Linked DNA regions of Capra hircus: region 1 is linked to region 2. A link is a contact called in public Hi-C data. All regions are on one chromosome and are shown on one strand. The core of a region is the stretch at or near the end of the contact, and the rest is flanking DNA. Distances in the headings are between cores, read along the strand shown.

Evidence for each region. A called contact is a pair of places that touch in the nucleus more often than the background predicts.
Region 1: a Hi-C map of blood shows a contact between it and region 2, with 4 times the contacts expected there. The contact joins the promoter of SCIMP here to the promoter of C1QBP in region 2. A contact is called at or near these places in 2 of 5 Hi-C or Micro-C datasets (both in blood).

The regions. Positions count from the first base shown.
Region 1 is chr19:26,085,574-26,089,058 of ARS1.2, forward strand. It overlaps SCIMP (SLP adapter and CSK-interacting membrane protein), which reads left to right and starts at 2,163. Exons shown (of 5, transcript XM_013972056.2): 1 at 2,163-2,282. The coding sequence starts at 2,241.
Region 2 is chr19:25,926,948-25,930,958 of ARS1.2, forward strand. It overlaps C1QBP (complement component 1 Q subcomponent-binding protein, mitochondrial), which reads left to right and starts at 1,322. Exons shown (of 6, transcript XM_018064467.1): 1 at 1,322-1,673; 2 at 2,288-2,438. The coding sequence starts at 1,451. RPAIN (RPA-interacting protein) reads right to left here. Exons shown (of 8, transcript XR_001296867.2): 8 at 2,768-4,011.

The DNA.
Region 1 (3,485 bases), core at 913-3,412, 160 kb after region 2:
AAAGGGTATTGAACCTCGCCAGAATTATATTGTTTCCAGCTTCCTTCTGTACCTTGAGAGGCTTTCCTGAAGGCAGGCACTGTGTTTAACTCTTCTCTGGCCTTCAAACCACCAGCATGCGACCTGGCAAAGCAGGCCCTCAAGGTTGCTAGAAGGAAGTTGCCTCCTTTGGGTATGTAACTCACTTATTTTCCCTGTAGATGACTTGGCTTCTTTTTTCAGTTGACATGTATCCATTAGGCATTTTCAGTTGTGCCCAGGTCTGTGCTGAGGTCCAGGGTTGAGGAGGGTAGTTGAGGAGGTATCCTGTCCCAGCTGCAGAGAGCAGACAATAATGGAAGAGAGATTCAGGGCACAATCTCTGAAGCACCTTCTTGTTTATCAAATTCTTCTATTTTACAAACAAGGAAACTGAGGCCCAGGGAGGCTAAGGGTTCACGTAGGAAGTTGTTGGCAGACGGAGTCCAGCATTTGGACCTCCTGATGCCCCTGCTTGGATGTGCTGTGCCAAGTGCATTGTGGGAAGCAGTGGGTTGACCAAGTTCACTGCATCTCAGCTCAACATGGCCATCCCAAAGGCTTAGCAAAATCATTTATGGCATGAGTCAATGAGACACAAACCAAGGAGTCACCAAGGAGTAGCAGAAGATAAGTTCTACCCACCGAAGCATTTATTCACTTCTTGAAAGATCATGTGCCATTTGCTCTTAGAGAAGTTTTTGAGCAGCTAAGTTTTGGATCAACCTTAATAAGAAAGAACCTAGACTTTTGTAAATGGACAGACCTGGGTTGAAGGTCTTTCCTGGGCTGTGCAGAGCTGATTCCTGATGTAACCACCCAGAACCTCGATATTCTTACGTGTAAAATGGAGACAATAATCTTCCAAATAAGTGAAGATAAGGTGAGATAAGAGTACCGATTTTGGGTCCTGATTCCCAGAAGGGGGATACTCCCTCAATTCAGTTCAGTTCAGTCACTCATTCATGTCCGACTCTGCGACCCCATGGACTGCAGCACGCCAGGTCTCCCTGTCCATCACCAGCTCCGAGTTTACTCAAACTCATGTCCATTGAGTCAGTGATGTCATTCAGCCATCTCATCCTCTGTCGTCCCCTTCTCCTCCCGCCTTCAATCTTTCCCAGCATCAGAGTCTTATGAGTCAGTTCTTTGCAGCAGGTGGCCAAAGCATTGGCACCTACTTTGGGATACTCCATAGTGGGATTTATCACTTCTGTGGTGAGCTGACAATTATGTGCGCCCCCTCCCAGTGCCAAGTCCAGTCACTCCCGTCAGTTACTTCAAATTGGCCCCGGTGAGGATATTTATGTCATGGAAATAAGCAAACACTACAAATTTCAGGAATCTTTTTGTCTCCCGATAGCCTGTTGTTACCTGTTTACCAGACATCCCAGGGTATTGTCATTATGGTTGGAAGTAATCGGAACTTTTTCACTCCAGGCAGACACAATGCGTACCAGTTTGGCTGTTTTTACTGACGTGACCACTCAGTCAGAACAGTCGATTCCACAGAATGGTTGGTTGGCTTCCCCACCCGCGGCCCCCATTTCAGAGGCAGTGGTGTTGTGGGAAAGACGATTCAGTCCAGTGGTCACTCGGACCCACTTCTTGATGCAGTGTGTCACACACCCTCAGAAACACAAGCAAAAGCTGGGTCAGAGTGCCAGGGCCCCCCGTGGGCTTATGAGAGCTGTCTTCCTTGGGGAACAGCCTTTATATTAATACGTGTGAACTGGTTTCTTACCCACGTCTGTCTCTGAGTCTGGGGGGTTGTCAGGTTCCCTCAGCTTTTCTGGAGTTCCAGGGTGCTCAGGGCAGGCTCATCTGTGGGGAACGCCACAGAATGGTTAGCTGACTTCCCCACCCGTGGCCCCCATTGCGGAGGCAGTGGTGGTATGGGAAAGACAATTCAGTCCAGTGGTCACTTGAACCCACTTCTTGGTGCAGTGTGTCACACACCCTCAGAAACCCTGGGGCCCGACCTCTCCATCACAGGATGGTCTACTGGTGGGCCTTGCAGGAACACAGGAGCAGCAAGAAGAATCTGGCTCCTAGAAAAGGAATTGGTTGCCTGGTGATGATGTCTGGGCCTCTCCCTGGTGGGCTGAGCATAAAGGGGAAGTGTGGTCAGGCTGGCACTCACAGCTCGGGCTGGGTGGAAGGCCTGTGGGCAAGGGACTGCCTCTCCCCAGTTGTGCCGAGCCACGGCCTTCAGAGCACTGATGGCCCCTCAGCTGCTCACATCTGGACCTCCTGCAACTCAGGTAAGCACCTGGGCCCTGTCAAGGCAGATGATCACCAGGGCTGGGATGGGGGATTGTAGCCTGGGGCCTGGGGACCACTGGGTGGGGCTGGAGAAAAACTGGCCTTGAAGAAACCACCCTGCTGGGGCTGGCTGGATGACCTCAAGGTCATCTCCAGCTCCTGGGGCCTCCTCGTATGTATGGTGGGGTTATGAAGAGGCCTGCTTCTCAGGCTGCTTGGGAGTGAGACGGGTGTACTATGAGGAGGTTGTAATCATTCTCTGGATTCTGATGGTGAGTTTGGGTACCTGACCCATGCAGGGACCCTCCATGCGTCTGTGCTGGAGGGAGAGTGGAGATTGAGGCACTAACTCTGTGAACTTGGGGCTCCCCCTGAAGCCCTGGAAGGAGCACGAACAGCCCTGGTGTCTTTGTCACTGTGTCTCTAGCATTCAGGGACCTCTCTTTTAGAGGCATCAGAGTCAAGACCTCCATTGAGCCATCTACTTTCGCCTTCTGGAAAAAATTATTGCGGTGGGGGCCTGGGTTCAGCTTTGTCCTTTTCACTCCCCCCTTCTCATGCAACAGTTGTCCTTCATGTCACTCCCTTTCCTGGTCCCTCTGCATGTGTGAACCTCTAAGGAAGCATCAGAAGTGGGGATTGTTGAGCCTGCAGAAGACAAGGGCTGCTGCTGCTGCTGCCGCTAAGTCGCTTCAGTCATGTCCAACTCTGTGCGACCCCCACAGGCTCCCCTGTCGCTGGGATTCTCCAGGCAAGAACACTGGAGTGGGTTGCCATTTCCTTCTCCAATGCATAAAAGTGAAAAGTGAAAGTGAAGTCACTCAGTCATGTCCGACTCTTCGAGACCTCATGGACTGCAGCCTACCAGGCTCCTCCATCCATGGGATTTTCCAGGCAAGAGTACTGGAGCTTTTTTTGAATAATTTTTTTTTTTTAGCATCTCTTTCTTTTTCTCTTTCTGAAAATTTGAAAACTGCAAGGCAATAGGGGAAACAATGACCCTTGATCCCACCACCTCACAACAATCACAGTAAAGAGGGTGCTACTGTCTTGCCTTCTGGTCATTGTTTCTTAGGCATAGCTGTTTCGGAAAGTTGCCTATGTTTTATTTTGATGTAAGTACATTCTAGACATAGAAATACAGACATCGCTGCTGTCTTCAGGGCACCAGCATCCCTGATCTCTTCCATCTACTCAACATG
Region 2 (4,011 bases), core at 72-2,571:
TCCTTGCAGTCCAGAGGACTCTCAAGAGTCTTCTCCAACACCAGAGTTTAAAAGCATCAATTCTTCGGCACTCACCTTTCTTTATAGTCCAACTTTCACATCCATACATGACTACTGGAAAAACCATAGCTTTGACTAGATGGACCTTTGTAGGCAAAGCAATGTCTCTGTTTTTTAATATGCTATCTAGATTGGTCATAGTTTTTCTTCCAAGAAGCAAACGTCTTTTAATTTCATGGCTGCAGTCACCATCTGCAGTGATTTTGGAGCCCAAGAAGATAAAGTCTCACTGTTTCCATTGTTTCCCCATCTATTTGCCATGAAGTGATGGGACCAGATGCCATGATCTTTGTTTTCTGAATGTTGAGTTTTAAGGCAAATTTTTCACTCTCCTTTCCACTTTCATCAAGAGGCTCTTTAGTTCTTCACCTGCTGCCATAAGGGTGGTGTCATCTGCATATCTGAGGTTATTGATATTTCTCCTGGCAATCTTGATTCCAGCTTGTGCTTCATCCAGCCCGCATTTCGCACGATGTACTCTGCATAGAAGTTAAATAAGCAGGGTGACAATATACAGCCTTGACTTACTCCTTTTCCTATTTGGAACCAGTCTGTTGTTCCATGTCCAGGTCTAACTGTTGCTTCTTGACCTGCATACAGATTTCTCAAAGACAGGTAAGGTGGTCTGGTATTCCCATCTCTTTCAGAATTTTCCACAGTTTGTTGTGATCCACACAGTCAAAGGCTTTGGTGTAGTCAATAAAGCAGAAGTAGATGTTTTTCTGGAACTCTCTTGCTTTTTCCATGATCCAGCGGATGTTGGCAATTTGATCTCTGGTTCCTCTGCCTTTTCTAAATCCAGCTTGAACATCTGGAAGTTCATAGTTCACATAATGTTGAAGCCTGGCTTGGAGAATTTTGAGCATTACTTTGCTAGCGTGTGAGATGAGTGCAGTTGTGCAGTAGTTTGAACATTCTTTGGGACTGGAATGAAAACAGCTTTTCCAGTCCTGTGGCCACTGCTGAGTTTTCCAAATTTGCTAGCATATTGAGTGCAGCACTTTCATAGCATCATCTTTCAGGATTTGAAATTCCATCCCCTCCACTAGCTTTGTTCGTAGTGATGCTTCCTAAGGCCCACTTGATTTCCCATTTCAGGATTCCTAAACTTCTTTAGTTCCTGAAGATTCCTGTTGCTGCAGAACTTAAGTTTAGGAATCAGATTCCAAGCCTCCCTGGGAGGCTACACGGAGGCCACCAGCAGAGGGCAGGGTCCTGCCCACTGTGCCTTCTGGTCTGCAAGGCGGCGGCGCGGAAGCACTTCCCGGCTGTGGGGCGGGACTTCCGGCGGCGGTCCCAGATCTAGGGGGCGCAGCGGCAAGGAGTTGTCCTTCTAAGCGAGAGTTGTATTTCGAATCTGCACGTGTTCGCCACCGCCTCCGCTTCCAAAATGTTCCAGCTGCTGCGCTGCGTGCCCCGCGTCCTGGGTTCTGCCGTCGCTGGTCTCCGCGCCGCCGCGCCCTCCCTGCCGCTTCTGCAGCCCGCGTCCCGGCCATGCGCCCGGCCCTTCGGGCTGCTGAGCGTGCGCGCGGGGTCGGTTCAGCTGCCCGGCCTCCTGAAGCCTCGGGGGCCCTGCGCTTGCGGCTGCGGCTGTAGCGGACTGCACACCGAAGGTGAGACTCATGCACGTGGGCCGGGGGCGTGAGGGGCGTGGGCCTAGGTGGGGCGGGGTGTTAGGGGCTGGGAGGTGTAGACCACCTGAATGGACAGTCCGGAGCCGCTCCTGAGGTCCGGAACATTCTCCCAGTGATGGTCGACCTGCTAGTTAAACCCACGCGTAGTAACATTTCCCGTCCTCCCCCACCCCTGTTTGGCTGCGGGGAGAGATACTGTAAAGTCCTGGAGGCCGGCTTTACCTCAGTCTCTCGAAAATGGAACTTTGCGAAAGCCCAAGGTCGCGGTTAGAAGTAGCGTGGTGATGTTTCTTGGCAAGTGAAAGGGTAGTGGCGACTTTTTTTTTTTTTTTGCCTTATTTTGAAACGTCGTGAGAAGTTCATTATTCTGGATCACTTTCCTAGAATCCATGCTCAGCTTCCCACTGATAGCTTACATTTTTACAGATGAAGGAATTGAGGTTTAATGGATATGAGTTGGGCTGAGTCCACAGAGCCATCATTAATAGAAGTATTAGGAAAAAACAGGCTAAGTCCTGGTCTCTGCTTGTAGTAACGGGGTCATTTTCCATTTTAGACTAATTGGCTCTTTCTGTAACTTATTTCCATTGTAGGAGACAAAGCTTTTGTTGACTTCCTCAGCGATGAGATCAAGGAGGAAAAGAAGATACAGAAATATAAGTCTCTCCCCAAAATGTCAGGAGGTTGGGAATTGGAAGTGAATGGGACGGAAGCCAAATTAGTGCGGAAAGTTGCTGGAGAAAAGTAAGTACCAGGGACCTATGGAGCCCAGGGGACCACATCCTTAAACCTGCAGGACCTGCTGTGAGGTATCCACAACAACTTTTAGTTAAGACAGGTGCTTAACTGACTCCTGGTTTCCCAGAGATGGTATGAATCATTTGGATATCTTCTTAGGCTCCTTTTTGCTTATTCACTGCACAGTAATGTGCTGTGGTGGTTAACAAGGAGACAGTAAGCTAGTAGCGGGGTTCCCCAGTGGCTTGGCAGTCCAGAACCCACCTGCCAAAGGAGGAGGCGTGAGTCTGAAATGGCAACTCACTCCAGTATTCTTGACTGGAAAATCCAATGGACAGAGGAGTCTGGCAGGGAGTCCATGGGGTTGCAGAGTCAGATATGACTGAGTGCCTGAACATCACCCCAGTAGCACTGAAGCCAAGCCACTGGGAGTCTTCTGGACCAGTAGAGGCAGCAGTCACTGAGCCCTTCCTGGTGAGTGAGGCTGTGCCTTGCCCACAACTAGGCATGCAAATTCAGAGATTCCGGCACTGCCAACAGAATCGGATTTACTCTGCTGGGTCTACTACGCTCAGGCTCTGGCTGAGGAAAATAAAGCCCCCGTTCTGTTTACAGTTGAGAAAGCAAGATAATTAACAGGGTGGAGTTGAAGTATAGTTTTTCATTAGAAAAGAGGGACGCTTTTGGCCTGCTTAAGCTGTTTTAAATCCACGGTCCACTTTGAAGTTTCGCATGCGCTGTGAAGCAGCCGGCTGGTGCTTTTGCCTAGTAGTGTAGCATTTTCCCCTTCATAGGTCAATTGTGTGGTCTGTAACGTGACCCAAACCACTCTCCTAGGCGAAGTCATAGGCAGTTTGGGACCATTATAATGTGCTGCTGAACATAGCTGCATTTCTCTGTCCAGGGGTCAGTTTGGTCCACACTGTCACAGCTTAGACAGATTTTTGTGCCTGTACATCAAACCTCTTGTCTGTCAAGGTGCCAGTTACCATGGCTTCAGAGGGCAGCGTTGTCTGCAACCTAGCAGTGCTCGTTCCAAGTGTCACTCAATTTTCAGTTCAAATTTTGGAATATGATATGTCAGGTGAAGATTCTTGCAAGTTAAAATTGTCATTAGGTGGTGTTTGTGGCCTGCCTTGTCATTTATTAAACTTCCTACATCTGCTCTGAAGAATAAAACTGTCCAGCAGCATATTCTTTTTTCTTTTTTGCCACACTGCTTCTGGGAATCTTAGTTCCCTGACCGGGGATCAAACCCAGGCCATGGCAGTGAACACACCAAGTCCTAACCCCTGGCCCACCAGAGAACTCCCCTATGTGGTGTCCTTGTGAGGCCTCCCCTTCCTGGGGCCAGGGCTACTCTCCATCCTCAGCTGATGCCACAGCCCTCTGGTGCTCCTTCTCTTCCTCTCAGGCAGATTTTCTTCTAATGGAGGGAGATTTTTAAAGGAGGCTCCTGGAACTTCGTGGTGGTCCAGTGGTTAAAATTCTCCTCTCCCAGTGCAGGGGACCTGGGTTCAATCCCCGATCAGGGAACTAAAATACCACACATAGCAACAAAGGTCACATGCACCTCGCA